Regions from separate parts of the Mus musculus genome. Here region 2 is linked to region 1. The links are chromatin contacts, called in public Hi-C maps. All regions are on one chromosome and are shown on one strand. The core of a region is the stretch at or near the end of the contact, and the rest is flanking DNA. Distances in the headings are between cores, read along the strand shown.

The links. Hi-C and Micro-C count contacts between places; a contact is called where the count stands out from the background.
Region 2: a Hi-C map of embryonic stem cells shows a contact between it and region 1, with 2.6 times the contacts expected there. The contact joins the promoter of Tmem132d here to the enhancer-like site in region 1. A contact is called at or near these places in 9 of 39 promoter capture datasets (HPC-7-derived erythroid cells, cranial neural crest, embryonic stem cells and 5 more), 1 of 15 datasets of contacts at CTCF or cohesin (stem cell-derived epiblast-like cells), 17 of 484 Hi-C or Micro-C datasets (LSK cells, cerebral cortex, cortical neurons and 9 more) and 13 of 115 datasets of contacts at active chromatin or transcription factors (astrocytes, craniofacial prominence, embryonic basal ganglia and 9 more).

The regions. Positions count from the first base shown.
Region 1 is chr5:127,656,437-127,663,925 of GRCm38.p6, forward strand. Glt1d1 (glycosyltransferase 1 domain containing 1) reads left to right here. Exons shown (of 12, transcript NM_177005.4): 4 at 651-702; 5 at 6,906-6,942. Among named protein-coding and RNA genes, the nearest start is that of Glt1d1, 28 kb to the left of the region's middle. Within about 2 kb of position 3,640, at least 10 of the 459 cell types and tissues checked have an H3K27ac peak or open chromatin away from gene starts, as enhancers often do. A contact at or near this core is called in embryonic stem cells, where this site is marked.
Region 2 is chr5:128,430,177-128,437,665 of GRCm38.p6, forward strand. It overlaps Tmem132d (transmembrane protein 132D), which reads right to left and starts at 2,901. Exons shown (of 9, transcript NM_172885.2): 1 at 2,110-2,901. The coding sequence starts at 2,188.

The DNA.
Region 1 (7,489 bases), core at 2,390-4,889:
TATGTTAGTGTGCATGCCACATGCGTACAAGGGTCAAAGATGATATCAGATCCCCCAGAGTTAGAGTGACAGGTACTTGTGAGCCACCCCACGTGGGTGCTGGGAACTGAATCCCAGTCCTCTGGAAGAAAGGTAAATGTTCTTTAACTATTGAGCCATCTCCCCAGCCTGGCCTTTGAGTTTTAATTTCTGCTTCCCCTGCATGATTCAATTTTTTTTAAAGATTTATTTATTTATTATATGTAAGTACACTGTAGCTGTCTTCAGACACTCCACAAGAGGGCGTCAGATCTCATTACAGATGGTTGTGAGCCACCATGTGGTTGCTGGGAGTTGAACTCAGGACCTTCGGAGGAGCAGTCAGTGCTCTGAACAGCTGAGTCATCTCACCAGCCTCCACTGCATGATTCAAAAGGAACAAGAGAAATAAAGAGAGTTTGAGCATTGTTGAGTTTATTTCCCATGTACAACTTTTTCTGGTGTGGGTGAAGATGGGGGTCTAATGGGCAGTGACCGGGAGTCATGACAACACAATGGATGGAACTTAGAGCTGGGTCCTCTCCACCTCTCATGGGCTGTGGGAAGAGCTGGGTCTCAGTTGGTTAATTGCATTCCAGCCCAATTGACTGTTATCTCTATCCATGGACCAGGTTTGCTGTGGCTTTCACCGAGGCAATGAAGGACACAGCTCAGGTGCAGTGGGTATGTATTCCTCCATTGTCCTTTCTTCAGTGGGGCTTGGGGACAGGAAAGAAGTCAGTTAGACCTGCTGGTATGGCATAGTGGTGTATTGCATTTCCCCAGCGTAGATACCTGAAAAAGTTCAGTGCAAAAACAAACTTTTTTTTTTTAAATCTTGTGGGTGAAGTCCAGCCGCCCTGCCCGGCCCCCCCACCCCCTTCTTTTCAAGATAGGTTCTCTGTGTAGTTCTCGATGTCCTGGAGTTTGAACACAGAGATCTGCCTGTCTCTGTCACTCAAATGTTGGGATTAAAGGCATTTGTTACCACAACCTGGCTGCCACTCCCTTTTAATTTTTTTTTTTTTTTTTTTTTTTTTTTGTGGAAAGTGGCAGACATGTTGCCTGTTCCGCTATTTATCAGGCTTTTGGCTTTTATTTAACCCCAGTGGAGGCTGGGACGATGCATCTCTCAGTGGGTTATTGATGTTGTCCTCTAAGCTTGAAGACCTGAGTTCGATTCCTAGATCCGACATAGGGCAAGGAGAGAACCGACTACCTCCAGTTGTCTTCCACCTCCACACATGGCCCACAGCATGTGCACACACCCCAAACAAATACATATACATGGCCCACAGTATATGCACACACACCAAACAAATACATACACATGGCCCACAGTATATGCACACACACCCCAAACAAACATATACATATGACAATAATACAAAACAAAACCAATGACTAGTGCTTCAAATAACTTATTGGCCATCAGCAATGAAATCCAATTCTGAATCGTAAAGCTTCAGTGGCCGGGGGCAATCTTCTGAGAGTGAGGTAGGCAGCGCCATGGCACTCAGGTCCTCACACTACCCTGGGTCAGCCAGATCTGCGCGCAGACAGTCCTCTTCCTGGAATAGTCACCAGGCATTTGAAACAAACAAACAAACAAACAAACAAACAAACAAACAAACAAACGTTGAGGGACTGGAGAGACAGCTCATCTGTAAAAGCACTGACTCCACTTCCAAAAATTGCAGGTTTGGTTCCCAGCACCCTCGTGGCAGCTCACAACCATCTTTAACTCCACTTCCAGGGGATTTCATGCCCTCTTATGACATCTGCAGGCTGCAAGTGTGCACGTGGTACACATATGTACAGGCAAAACATAAACACACACAAAATAAAGAAATCTAAAACAACTTTTTTTTTTTTTAATTAAAAACTGAGGGCTGCAAAGATGTCTTGGCTATTAAGAGCAGAGGACCTGAGTTCAGGTCCCAGCACCAGCATCAAGTAGCTCACAACTGCCTGCAAGTCCAGATATAGGACATCTGGCGCCCTCTTCTGGCCTCCATGGGTATCTGCACTCATGTGCACTTACACAGCCACCCACACACATGTACATATAATTAAAAACATTTCATTTTTTAACATAGTAAACATTAAGGAAGAAACACACTACTCGTGAAGTAGCTAAGATGGCTTGGCCCCTCCCAGATGAGAATACAGGAGATACTGACAAAAACCTAATAAAAGATGAGATTATCTTGTTTCCATGGCTGGGGGATAGTTATTATATTTGAAAGTGAAGCTGTTTTTAATACGCATTTTTTGTCCAGGGTTGTGGGTGGATTTTTCAATAAAGTTCAGCCCAATGTTTTTATTTGATTCGATTTCTTTTCAAATACAAATATGTATAAATAATATAAAGGTAGCTTACTCAGCTGTACTTATGGAATTCTTTTAGGTAGATTTTGGAGGAGAGACTTTGATTCATGTACCGTGAACAGCAGATGATGTGTTTTGAGCAATGTAGTCTTAATCTTGCTGGAGGAAAAGCCAGCTTTGGTTTTGAACTTTATGTGCAGACTTAACTCAGGCTGTACTTTGGGTAATTGTACCTAATTAGTCCAAAGCGAGACCAGATATCAGTAATCCTAGTTTGAAAGATAAGATTACGGGTGCTTCCACGTCCCTGGGGCTTTCTTTCCTCTTTCTCCTCCTCCTCCTCCCTCACCTCTTCCTCCTCCCTCCCCTCCTCCTCCTCCCCTTCTCTCCCTCCTCCTCCCCGCTCCCTCCTCCTCCTTCTTTTCTTCTTTTTGAGCCAGGGTCTCACTATGTAGTCCTGGCTGACCTGGAACTCACTATGTACACCAGGCTGACCTTGAACTCAAAGAGGTGGGCCCGCCTCTGCCTCCTGAGTGCTGGGATTAAAGGTTTTGAAGCCGCCACCGTGCCTGGCACTTTGTGACTTCAAAAGAGAGAATGTGGAGGCTGCAGAGATGGCCCCATGGTTAAGAGCACTAGCTGCTCTTGCAGAGGACCCAAGTTCGATTCCCAATTATCCATATGGCAGCTTACAATCATCTATACCTCCAGTCCCAGGAAATCCTATGTCCTCTACTGGCCTCTGTGGGTACTGCATGCACATTCTCTCTCCCTCCCTTCCTCCCCCAACCCCTGAGACTTTTTTGTTTGTTTGGTTTTTGGGTTTCTCTGTGTAGCCCTGGCTGTCCTGGAACTAACTCACTTTGTAGACCAGGCTGTCCTGGAACTCAGAAATCTGCCTGCCTCTGCCTCCTGAGTGCTGGGATTAAAGGCGTGTGCTACCAAGCCCGGCTCGAGACATTTTTTTAAAGGAGAGAATATGTGCATATATAGATATCATGTATGTCAATGTACTTTTAAGCAAAGAATCCAGTTCAAAACTTAAAAGTGCATTTTTTTTCTCCATCTTCATTTAGAAGGGTAATTAAGTTGGGTGTGGTGATATGCTAATCCCATAGCAGCCTAGCTTCTATTCTCCTTAGAAACACACTTTTCTAATACAAGTGGAGAAAGTCAAGATGTCCCTTTCAGTTCCCCCTTTCTACGCGAAATTAATTAAGCTGGCAACTGAACTCTGTCACTGGAGGAAATGGCCGTACCTGGAGACTTGTGAATTTCTCTATTCATTCGTCTCTCGTGGCTGTTTCTCTGGGATTTAATGAAAAACTAAAAGGCTGAGAACTAAAGCAGCTGTGTGTGTGTGTGTGTGTGTGTGTGTGTGTGTGTGTGTGTGTGTGTGTGATATTTTAAGAGGAAGGGGGAGAGTATTAAGACTCCATTTTAAGGCTCCTGAGAACTTATTAGGTAATTTGACTAATTATTTGATGGGAAAAGCCAGCATCCTGTAAGGTACATGCTCTAAAATAAGCACGGCTTTGTAAGAGACCCATTTGATAGAATATTACTAAAAGGGGTGGGAGGGGGCACGGCTAGGTTAAGAATGGGCTGGGCTGTAGAGCACCTGCTTAGAATTAACCAGGGAGGGGCTAGGGCTTCGTTTAGAGGCTTTGGAGGTGGTACAGCCCTTGGATGAAGGGTTGGGGCGTGGCTCAATAGTATTGCCGTTGGCTCTGATCTGGGAGCAGCACAAGATAAGGACAAAGACAAAAGAAAAGAAGGCTCAGATCACAGTTACAAAAAGACCTCTCATTCTCAGGTTAATATAAAAGGCTAATCTTCTGGAATTAACTTTCTGCCAGTGGAAACTCCATTAAGAGTTCTTGTAATAGATGTAGACTCTAAGGCTCAACCGGGGCAGCAAAAAATAATGACTTTGATTTGAAATTACAAAAAAAAAAAAAAAAAAAAAAAAAGACTTCCAATTGTAGCTTTTTGAAAAGAATTTATATAATGGTTACAAATTGCGCAGAGGAAATCACCACCCGTGCACACGAGGCTCACACAGTGTATCAATGCAGATTACACATACATTGTATCAATGCAGATTACACACAAATTGGCACTTCTAAAAGAGGTCCTTTGCCCTCCTGTTCTTTTTTCATAGAAATCTCTTACCAAGCAAGGAGAGAAAGTAACATGGTAAAACCAGGCAAGGCTTCACTGTGAAAACATACCTGGGTACGAATGGGAGGCTTTTCTAACTGGGCTGGGTGTAGTTCAGTAGGCCACGGGCCCCTAAGCATGTAGGATGTAGTTCCATCCTCTAGCCCCACAAAACTTTGGTGTGGTGCTCCTCTGTAATGCAAGTAGTCAGAAGTGGAGACGCCCCTTACACAAGGTCATCCTTAGCTACCTAGCTTGTTTGAGGCCAGCCCCAGCTACTGGAAGCCCCCCCACCCCCCACCTTTTTTTTTTTTTTTTTTTTTTTCAAGACAGGGCTTCTCTGTGCAGCCCTGGCTGTCCTGGAACTCACTCTGTAGACCAGGCTGGTCTTGATCGAACTCAGAAATTCGCTTGCCTCTGCCTCCCAAGTGTTGGGACTAAAGGCATGCGCCACCACGCACGGCGGAAGCCCCCTTTTAAACAAACAAAACAAAACCAACAAACAGAGAGCTTGAGATGGGGATGTGGTCCTAAGTATGGAATCCAGCATGGGAGGCTTTGAACCTGAAGATGAGAGGTCTGGAGAGCTGGCAAAAGCTGGATTTGAGGCATGACACAAGATCGATGGAGGCATGCTGTCTAGGCACAGGGGGTGTGGACTGGAAGGTTCTGAGAAAGTTCGTGCTCTGAAGCACTGAGTCCCTAAAGAAGGCAACCCATGTTGAGGGTTTACCTAGCATGCCGTTTGAACTTGTTATTTTCTCTCGTATATGTGCTGGTGAGGTCTAGGAGGCCACTGGATAACTTGTCTGTCTCCAACCCCCCATTTTATGTTTGCTTTTGTAGCCGGTCTCTATTATCTTCTTTAAACAGGAGATCTCATTTTGTTCGGAGGTAGGGTCTTGATGTATCCCACACTGGCCTCAAACTCAAGGCGATCCTCTTGCTTTACTCTCCCAAGTGATGACATTACAGGCACCCGCTCCTGTGCCTAGCTGAGAAGTGAATTTCGAAATACTTCCTTATAAAGGGCTTTCGAGTTCATGGGATTCTCTCAGCGACACCTGTATCAGCTGGATGCAACCTTGAGTAGGACAGGGAAAACTTTGGTGGGCCAGGGGTTCAAAGGGTTAAATTTAAAACGGCAATGCTGAGGCAAAACCCAAACTGAAGTGAACAGCTCTGTCCTGGAGTGGAAGCTGCCCCTCCTCATATCCGTGGCTGGTTGCCTGTCTTCCCATGGAGGGTCTGCCTGGCTGGGCTTTGTCACCACGACTTGTTCCCCAACCTGATAGATAAGTTTGAGAACTAGTGTGTGTGTGCCGTTTACAGTGTCAGGGCCTTGCTTTGTTAGTATGTGGTGCTGTGCCCCCACATACATGTATGTGTGTGTGTGTGTGTGTGTGCTCGCTTGTGTGTAGAGTGTGTATACACACGACAGAATGATGACCTCCGGCTTCAGGTGTCACTTCCTGACTTCATCAGAATATTTAGGTCACAAAATAAAAATATACACAGTGTTGGTCCCTATTGATCCTGTCCAGGGGACTCTATTTTGACCACAGCCATCAGCATTTGAGTCCCTCCTTTGCTATGGGACAGAGGATTCCCTGCCCCTCTCCAGCTCCCACTTCTGTCCAGACATTTAATGCGCACTAGCCCCTTATCTCTAATGGGCTTTTTGCCATCTAGCAGGCTCTTGTGCACTTTTACCAGAGACTATCACAAAGAATAAGAAGCTGGGATCTTGGTACGAAGGGAGAAGGAGAGAAGGAAGAGGAGGAAGGACAAAATTGAAAAAAGAAGAAGAGAGAGAGAGAGGAGGAGGGAAAGAAGGAGGAAGGGGGCAGAAAAGGAAGGAGGGAGACAGCTGCCTCTGGTGGGATTCTGGGAACACTGAAGGCGCTGCTTGGTCTTGAGGTCAACATGTCCTTCCCACTGGCTGCCACTTGTGCTTTTTGGGTCTGTCTCCCACCTCTTCCTTTTTTTTCTACCTCCCTCTCCCCCTTTTCTTCCCTCTCCCCATCCTCTCTTTGTCTTCTCTTCTTTCCTTCCTCCTTTGGCCTGAGGGATAGGGAATACCCTTTTCCACTTGGGGACAAAGCACCCCTGAATGGCACTTGTCCACCACCTCTCCTTCAGCCACAGGTACACTCCTGGGCTCTGGGGACTCTCCTGCATTAAGCCCGATTTCTTTCTTTGTTCTTCTTAAAGGCTCTGTTATTAACGGCAAAACCCTTTAGGAATGGAAGTAACTCTGTGCTCCTAACAAGCCATTTGTGGGTGACTTAGAGATGTTTCCAAAAGGGTAATTTAATTATCTTGGTCTCTGAAAGTGTAGAATGGTCGGACCATTAAATTTACTCCCTACCTTTCTCTTCCCTTTTTAAAAGCCACATGCAACTGGGAAGATCTTTGTCCAGAGTCAAGGTAAGAACTTTTAAATATATTTGTAATATATATTTAATATATAATATGTAGTGTCTATAATTTCAAGTGTCCATATAAGACATATATGATTTATTGCGTTTGTTTTACTCATTTGTGTTCATGTGCACACCACTCACTGGACACACATGGAAGTTAGAGGACAACTTTCAGGACTTGGTTCCTATCTCTAGCCTTAGCTGGAATTACAGGACTGAACTTGTATAACAATGGAGGCAAATTTTTGCCTTGATCTGGGGGCTGTGGACTCTTCTGTTACACAGCATTTTCAACCCCTCCCAGGAGTTCCCTGTGACAGTGACACACAGCTCTCTTCTCTAGTGGCTGAAGCAGGGAGAACTAGAATGTGTCGGCCCCACAGGCCCCTCTTGGCTTCATCATGTCACTGAGGCTCCTCTGGACCTCTGAGACCCCAGCACTCTGCAGATGAACTTAGAAAGGTCAGAACTGAGTGAGTTCAAGGCCAGCCTGGGTTACATGAGACCCCCTAGCTTATTTTTCAAGCTCTAGTCATAGGAGTCTCTATTGC
Region 2 (7,489 bases), core at 1,651-4,150, 770 kb after region 1:
GGGATCCCCTAGGTATGTTGGGTAAGGGGGCCAGCCAGAACCAGTGTGCTCTGGGTTCAGCAAGAGTTCCTGCCTCAATATGTAAAATGGAGAATAATCAAAGAAGAAGCACGTGATGAAAACTTCCAGCCTCCATGTGCACGCACACACGCATTCCCATCTAACCCCACACACATATGTGCACGAATGCCAACGTGCAAACTACACATACACACACTCACTACACACATAAAACAGATATGTTGCTAGCAAGCACTTACAGGTCATCACACAACTTTAAGAGGGAAGTGGGGGGGGGGGAATGGAACAAACACCAGACTGTCCTTGGGTGCGTGTCTCGTCTGCCCCTATGAAGTCCCCTTTTACACTGCTTGATACCAAGCCATCAATCCCCATCCTTCCCAGCTGAGAACCACAGCTGTGTTACCTCACACGGGCTCAGCCTTTAACCTTGCTCACAGCTGCGTGAAGGTTCCCCACATTCCGACTGGGCTTCAACAGTCTGCCCGAGGCAGGCTCCGCCAGTCCTCTTTCAAAGTTCGAGCAAAGAACCTTACATGACATTAACATTACTGACAAGCTGGGTTCTAGCCATTTGGGAAAGAGATGCTCCCCCCTCCCACCCCATACCTTGTTTAAGGACGAGTTCAAAAGCACCCAGGGCAAGGTGGCACCCATCAGCACAGCTGCTCATAATGAAGGAATCAGTGAGGGAGTGAGAGGGAACACCATTATTAGTGTAGAGTCAGTCCAAAGCCGCCCTTAATAAAGCCCTGCTATTAAGGAATAAAAACAAAGACGTCTATTCTTATCAAACCAAGCAACAAGGACAACAGCACGCCTCCCAGCTATGCTGGAGTGGCATCGTGGCCCTGACGACCTAGGGTCTGCATTTTTTTTTTTTAACCAACCTCCTCTTTGGTTTCCAGTGTATTCTATATCTCCAAAGCTGTGGCTCCCTCCCGGAAGTGGGGCTACTCCTCATTAGCTTACCTGAGCCCCCTTCAACAGCACTTGAAAACACAGTGACATAAACACCTAGCATGCCCCCGCAACCATTCCCACGCAAAAAAAAAAAAAAAAAAAAAAAAAAAAAAAAAAAAAAAAAAAAAACAGCAATCAATCTGCCTAACTCTACAAGATTCTATGCAACTAGATTGCCAGATACCAGAAAAGCCAGAAACCAAAATCAACATATCATAAAAGATTGCGCTTGTCAACTGGCTAGGAAGTTTCAGAGAGATGTTGCCTGATAAATATTCGCAGAGAAATATGTTTACAGGGTTTTTTTTTTTTTTTCCAGCACACAGGAGACCGCAAAGAATCTTGACTTTTGCTGTAGAAAGGGGGTGTAGGGGAGAAAACTACCCACAAATAGAAACCTCCTGCTCGGCCAGGAAGACGTGTAGAGTCCATCTACCGTGTCCTGTGGATATCGATCGCTCTGCAAGGCATTTCTGTCCCAAGCTTTCAAATTTGCTTGTACCAGGCAGGGATTTGAAGGAGACGGTAATAGCAGGTAAACGGGGCTTCCCGCTTCTACTCACGGCCCCATGTCAGGACCCCACTGGGAAGACTTGGGTCAGATAGACAGTAGAGCATCTGTGGAAGTATTCTCCTATCCCCCCACCCACCCCCACCCCCATCCCCTATACACACACAGCAGCTGCAGAAGGCCGACCCAGGAGACCCTGGGCTGAAAGGGTCTCTGGCCAACTGTGTTCTTAACGGCCCGTGGTACACTAGCTGACATTCTCGCACAGCAGGGCTGTTGAGAATTATTTCTAAACCGGTTAGGGCCAGTTGGGAAGTCCACACCAAATTCTAGGAAGCGTCCAGGGCCAGGGCAGACTAGGCTTCCCCGTTTCCCTTTGTCGCTTAGGCACACTCTCCTAGGGCATCATACCAAGACTTCCAGGGAAATCACCTGCTGCCAAGGTGTCTGCCCCGGAACCTTGGCTCCACAAACCTGCTGTGTACACACACACACACACACACACACACACACACACACACACACACCCACCGGCCCTCTCTGGGCCACCCACATCCACATCTACTCTCAGCAAAGTTAAGTCCCCCGGGCCCAGGTAGCCCCAGCGTCCTCACCTTTGGAGAAAAGGGCAGCTAGGCTGATGAGCACGGGAGACCAGAGGTACCACAGAGTCCCCATCTCAGATGGGCACATCCTGGAGACTTGGAGCGCGGGTCCTCTGCTCCTCCGTGGTGTCCTCTGGCTGAAGAAGGGATGTCGCCAGATCCCCGGAGAAGAGAAGCTGAGCTGGATGACCAAGACGCATCTGGCTAGGGACCCGAGCAGCAGGGCCGCCCTGTGCCGGGTCCCCACAGGTCCATAGCCAGGCCGCTCAGGCTCCGGGGTCCCGCAGCGCAGGCCGAGGCTCACCTCAGTCTTTCGACTGCGCTGAGGACTGGCTCGTGAATTGAATTTCACTCCACAAGGGGGGTCTCCGGTGTTGCGTCCCCAAGCATGGAGAGCGCTCTGAGGACTCCGGCTGGGAGGCTGCGGTGGGCTAGCGCGCGCGGGCGGCTGCGGGGCTGCGAGGTTGCGGGGCCCGGGGCGCGGGCAGAGGCGGCGCGGGGGTCCCCGGGCTGGTAGCCAGGCACGCGTGGGGACCCGGGGCACATAGCCTCGCCGCCCCCATCCCGCGCCACGGGGCTTCGGCGCGCGCGCTCCGCCGCCCAAAGTTTGCGGGGCGCTGCGGCTCCACCCCAGCCCGCCCCGGCTCCCCACGCGCGCCCGGCGCACGGCCGGCTCCGGAGACGAGCAGCGCTCGGGGCGGAGGGCGAGCGGCGCGCGGACGAGTAGGCGCGAGCTCGGGGCGGCTGCATCCGAGCGCACCCAGAGCAGCGTGCCCAGGCGGGCTGGGGTTGTTGCTTCCTAATTTCTCTCTCTTCCTCTCTCCCTCTCTCTCTCTTTTTAAGCCCCACCCTTCTGGAGTGACAGCTGTGAGCCCCAATCCGCAAAGTAGGTCCCACCTTCCTGGTTGCGGGGCGCCCAGCCTCGCAGTCGCCCTCTCTATGTGCTCGAATAGGAGGGAGATGTTCAAAGGAGGTTATGGACACCCCGCAAGCCCCGAGGAGCGCGCACGAGAACCAGCGTGGATGTCCACGCTCACAACAGGTGTGGAAAGGCCATCTGCCCTGCCTTCTTAAAGCTTCTGACTATAGGCGGCCTTCAGGCAAGGACAGTTCAGGAACCCCTAACATAGGCTGAAGTGTTTCCGGTGAACTCTAGATTGTGAGCCTGGGATGCCAAAATGACCCTCAAATTCCTGTCCCTGAAAGATTTCCATCCTGGCTCCCCGCTGGCCTTTGGGCATTAGGGAATTGGCATTAGGGAAGATATTTCATTGAAAAGCTAATAGGTACAGCTCTCCACTCATGCCTTCCAGGGTATCTAAGGCGAACTCACACCAAGATACATAATACCCATGCTAGTGTCCCGAGCCGGAGCCCTCCTCACTGCTCCGCAGAGCCTTGGAAACAAGCAGATGTTGTGGGGATTCAGAGAGGAAACCCAGCATCACTCCAACGAGTGGGTTCACTTCTGCGGATAAAAATGGACTGGGTTAGTTAATTTTCTTTGTGCCATGACAAAATACTTAACAAAAGCAACTTAAGGGAAAGAGAGTCCGTTTTGGGCTCACAGGCATGAATTGGTTAGTTTTTGTCCGGTTGACATGAGCTAGCGTCATTTGGGAAGAAGAAACCTCCGCTGACTAAATGCCTCCATCAGATTGCCCTGTAGGGAGCCTGTGGGCATTTTCTGGATCAATGATTGCTGTGGGAGGAGCCACTGGAAGTAGTACCGCCCCTGGGCGGGTGGTCCTGGGTTTTATATGAAAGGAAAGCTACAAAGGCCATGGAGAGCAAGTCAGTGGGCCGCTTCCTTCCACTGCTTCTGTGTGTCTGTTCCTGTCTCCGGATTCCGACTCTAACTTCCCTCCATGATGGATTTAAACTAGAGGATGAAACCAACCCACTTCTCCTCAAGTTGCTTTTGATCTTTGTTTTTATCACAGCTTGGCAGCAAAGAGCATGAGGCAGCTGGTCACATGGCATCTGCAGTCAGAAACTGGGGGCGAGGGCGCCAGGCTGGTGCTCAACTTGCTCTCTCTGTATTTAGTCTGGGGCCTCTGTCCATCCATGGTAGCACCCACATTCAGGATGAACCTTCCTCTTCAGTTAAACCTTTGTGGGAACCCCCAGAGGTGGGTCTTCATGGTGACTTTTAAGTTAGAACATGACAGGACTCACAGAATCTGGCTAAGGAGGCAATCCACACCAGGGAGCTACAAAACCATCCCCAGCTTTAAGCATTTTCAGCTCCCTGACTTCCAAGGGAAGATCAGAGGAGTCAGGGTTGTTCTGCCAAAAACAGCCCAAAGGCCTCTGTCTTTCTGGGTATCCTCATCTTTGGGGTACCAGCTCCAGATTTGTCCTGTGTGCCTTTCTTAAATTTTGTCTTTCTGGTGTTCTGTCTGTCTCTGTCTCTATATCTCTCGATCTCTTTCTGTGTGTGCATGAGCACGGGCACACACATGCGCGCGCACATGCACTCACACACACACACACATTTTCTGTTTTCTAAAAACTTTACAGAGTTAGCAATACAAAGAACCTGGTTGAAATGACTGCTGTGCCCATCCCTGAACTGATGTATCGAGGCAGGTGGGACTCCAGGCTGCCTTACTCTTTTCCCCGACGGATGGGAGAAACAGAGGTTTCATCTCTGGCAGGCATTTCTCTGAATGACCCTTCACATCTCACCAAGCTTCCCCCTTATTTCTTTGTGGCTGATCCAATTGTGTGGATTCACGTATATTTTTAAAGGTTTATTTATATTTATGTTGTGTATGTGAGTGCTTTGCCAACATGTATGTAAATACCTTGTGTGTGTACAGTAACAGCAGAGACCAGGAGAGGCCAATCCCCTGGAACTGGAGTTACAGACAGTTGGGAGCCACCATGTGAGTGCTAGGAATCAAACTCCGAGTTCACTGCAAGAGCAGCCGGGATTCTTAAACACTGAGCCATCTCTCTAGATCCCCAAGTGAGTGTGTGTGTGTGTGTGTGTGTGTGTATGTGTGTGTCACACACATATACATACACACACACACACACACACACACACACACACACACACATATATATATATATATATATATATATATATGATTTTTGCAGCCTTGGCTGTCCTGGAACTTGCTTTATAGACCAGGTTGTCCTGGAACTCAGAGATCCACCTGCCTCTGCCTCTGCCTCCAAGTACTAAGTTGAGTACTGGGCTTAAAAGGATGCCTCCACCACTGGCCAGCTCAAGCCTATTTTTAGGACAATCCTTAAGTTCATCTCCTAGAAGTGAATGGCTTCTATTTTTTATTTTAAAAATGACTTTACTTTTTTTTTTTCCTAAATCATCGTCCCCCTGAATCGTAAACAGCAGGCAACTCTTTTAAGGTATATCACCGCACAAGGCTTCTCTATGTCCTTAAGATCAAAGAGTCGAGCTGCTGCCTAGGATTTCTTCATCATACGTAGTTACCTGGCAAACATTTTCTCTGTTCAAACTGTGCAGACCCAACGAGTGGTTAAAATAAGAGGTAAGAATGACTCCCCCTCCAACTCTCTTCATGGGGCTGCTGGAATGTGTGTGCCCACTCTTCCACAGGCAATTAGCAGAGCTGAGGGTGGGGGAGCCAGTCCTTGGGAAGGCCTTCGACTATTCATGGCTGCCTGCCAGGACTTCAGCTGCAGCCTGGTGCCAGAGGCAACCCCTTCCTATTGGATCCACTAGCCCTGTCATTCTCGATGGTCAGAAGTGTGCTTTCCTCCAAGAATATGTGTTTCATCTGCAAAGCTATAAATCAATTGGAAGCCAAACTTCTACCGATGATTAAATAGCATTAACTGTTCATGCTGAGCGTGTGATCTCAACACTAGGCGGGCTTGCCATTTTACAGAAAGATACCATCCTCCAGCCAGTTTAAAGAAAGAACAGTTGTGCCCGAGATCTGGTAAAGACAGCAAGGAGGCTGGATTCGCAAGCCGCCCAATGAATGTCCGCAGTTGCATGCACTTGTGCCCATTTTGTGCGTGAAGACATCACAGATACTAGAGATCACACTATCGTAAGGCTGAATCCCACTCCCTCCATCCTTCCGGGATGATGCAAGGAGAAACTCAGGCGAGGACCACTATGAAGCATCCTTTGGGCAACTCCAGTGTGCTTATTTCAAAATGGCATAGCTCAATGGTAAACATTGTGCTTGCTGAGGGTTCGGTCCACAGCACAAGGGGAAGTAAGGTGAAGAAATGAAGTAAAACGCAGAGGACGTGCCTTTCCATGCAAAGCGCAGAGCCTAGCTGGAATTCGCTCACAATTTTGACATTATTAATATTCGTGCTTTCCCGGGCACCTCTTCCCTTCAGCCGTGTCTCTCTTGAAATTAAGTTCTGTCAGTTTCGGAAGCATGGGAGATTCTAAACCGCAAACTGGCACCAAAGAGCCCTGGAACTGGCAGTCACCTGCCCGTGAACTTCCTTTTTTAATATAACTCCCCATATTTCACGATATGATTATGAAATCAGTCAGGGACAAATCGGCTCATGACCGCTTTGGTGAGCAGAGACAGCAGCCATGAGACACACTGCGCTCCAGAGAGGGTACTATGTGGGGGGTGGGGAGTTCCGTCCATCTGTCACTCAGTCTTCCCCAGCATTCAGGTGACTGGACTTTGCAGCTGGCTGACTGGATTTGAGCGCAGGTGCCAGAGATCTCCACTAAGTTGAAGCAGCCAATGGCCACCTGTAGCTCTGCACGCTGCACCTGCCCTGCCATGGAACTTGTTCAAGAAGGCTGTTGTAGGCCGGTGGCGCCCCCTAGAGTCTGCAGCTCAGCATGATGGAGATGAGCGAAGCGAAGCCTTTGCCTTCTTCTACCAGGAAATTTGGCAGGAAATGTGGTGTCCCCACAATCCTCTATTCTTCCCAGTGACTGCAGGCTCAGATCAACTCTCCTTCTCAGATTGGCTCTCCCTTCTGTCTGTCCCCGACTCAGTCCGCCCAGGGCTCCAGGGTGTCAGAAATTTCTCACGTGGCCCTTTAAGTGATCATTACATTGCTGACTTCCAGAACAGAGCAGAAAGTCAGACCCCAAACGATCTCCCTGAACTGCTGTGAGGACCACTTGGATAAACCCCGCTTCCGCCACTGAAGGCTTGAGCGGGTAAGGATTCTCTCAGGTGGTTAGCACCGCAAGTCTGCTGTCCAAAATCCACCCGAGCTTTCCAGTTGTCCCTAAGACTCTGACAGAAACTATCTATGTGCCCCTGAAACTGGCTATTCCTATGTGCTAGAAAGCCAAATAACGCCATAGCCTTCATGAGGTGACATGTGCCGGTGGGAGATTATATGTGGTTTTCAAGTGGAGCCCAGGACACCTCAGGGTGACCCTCCAACCTTGCTA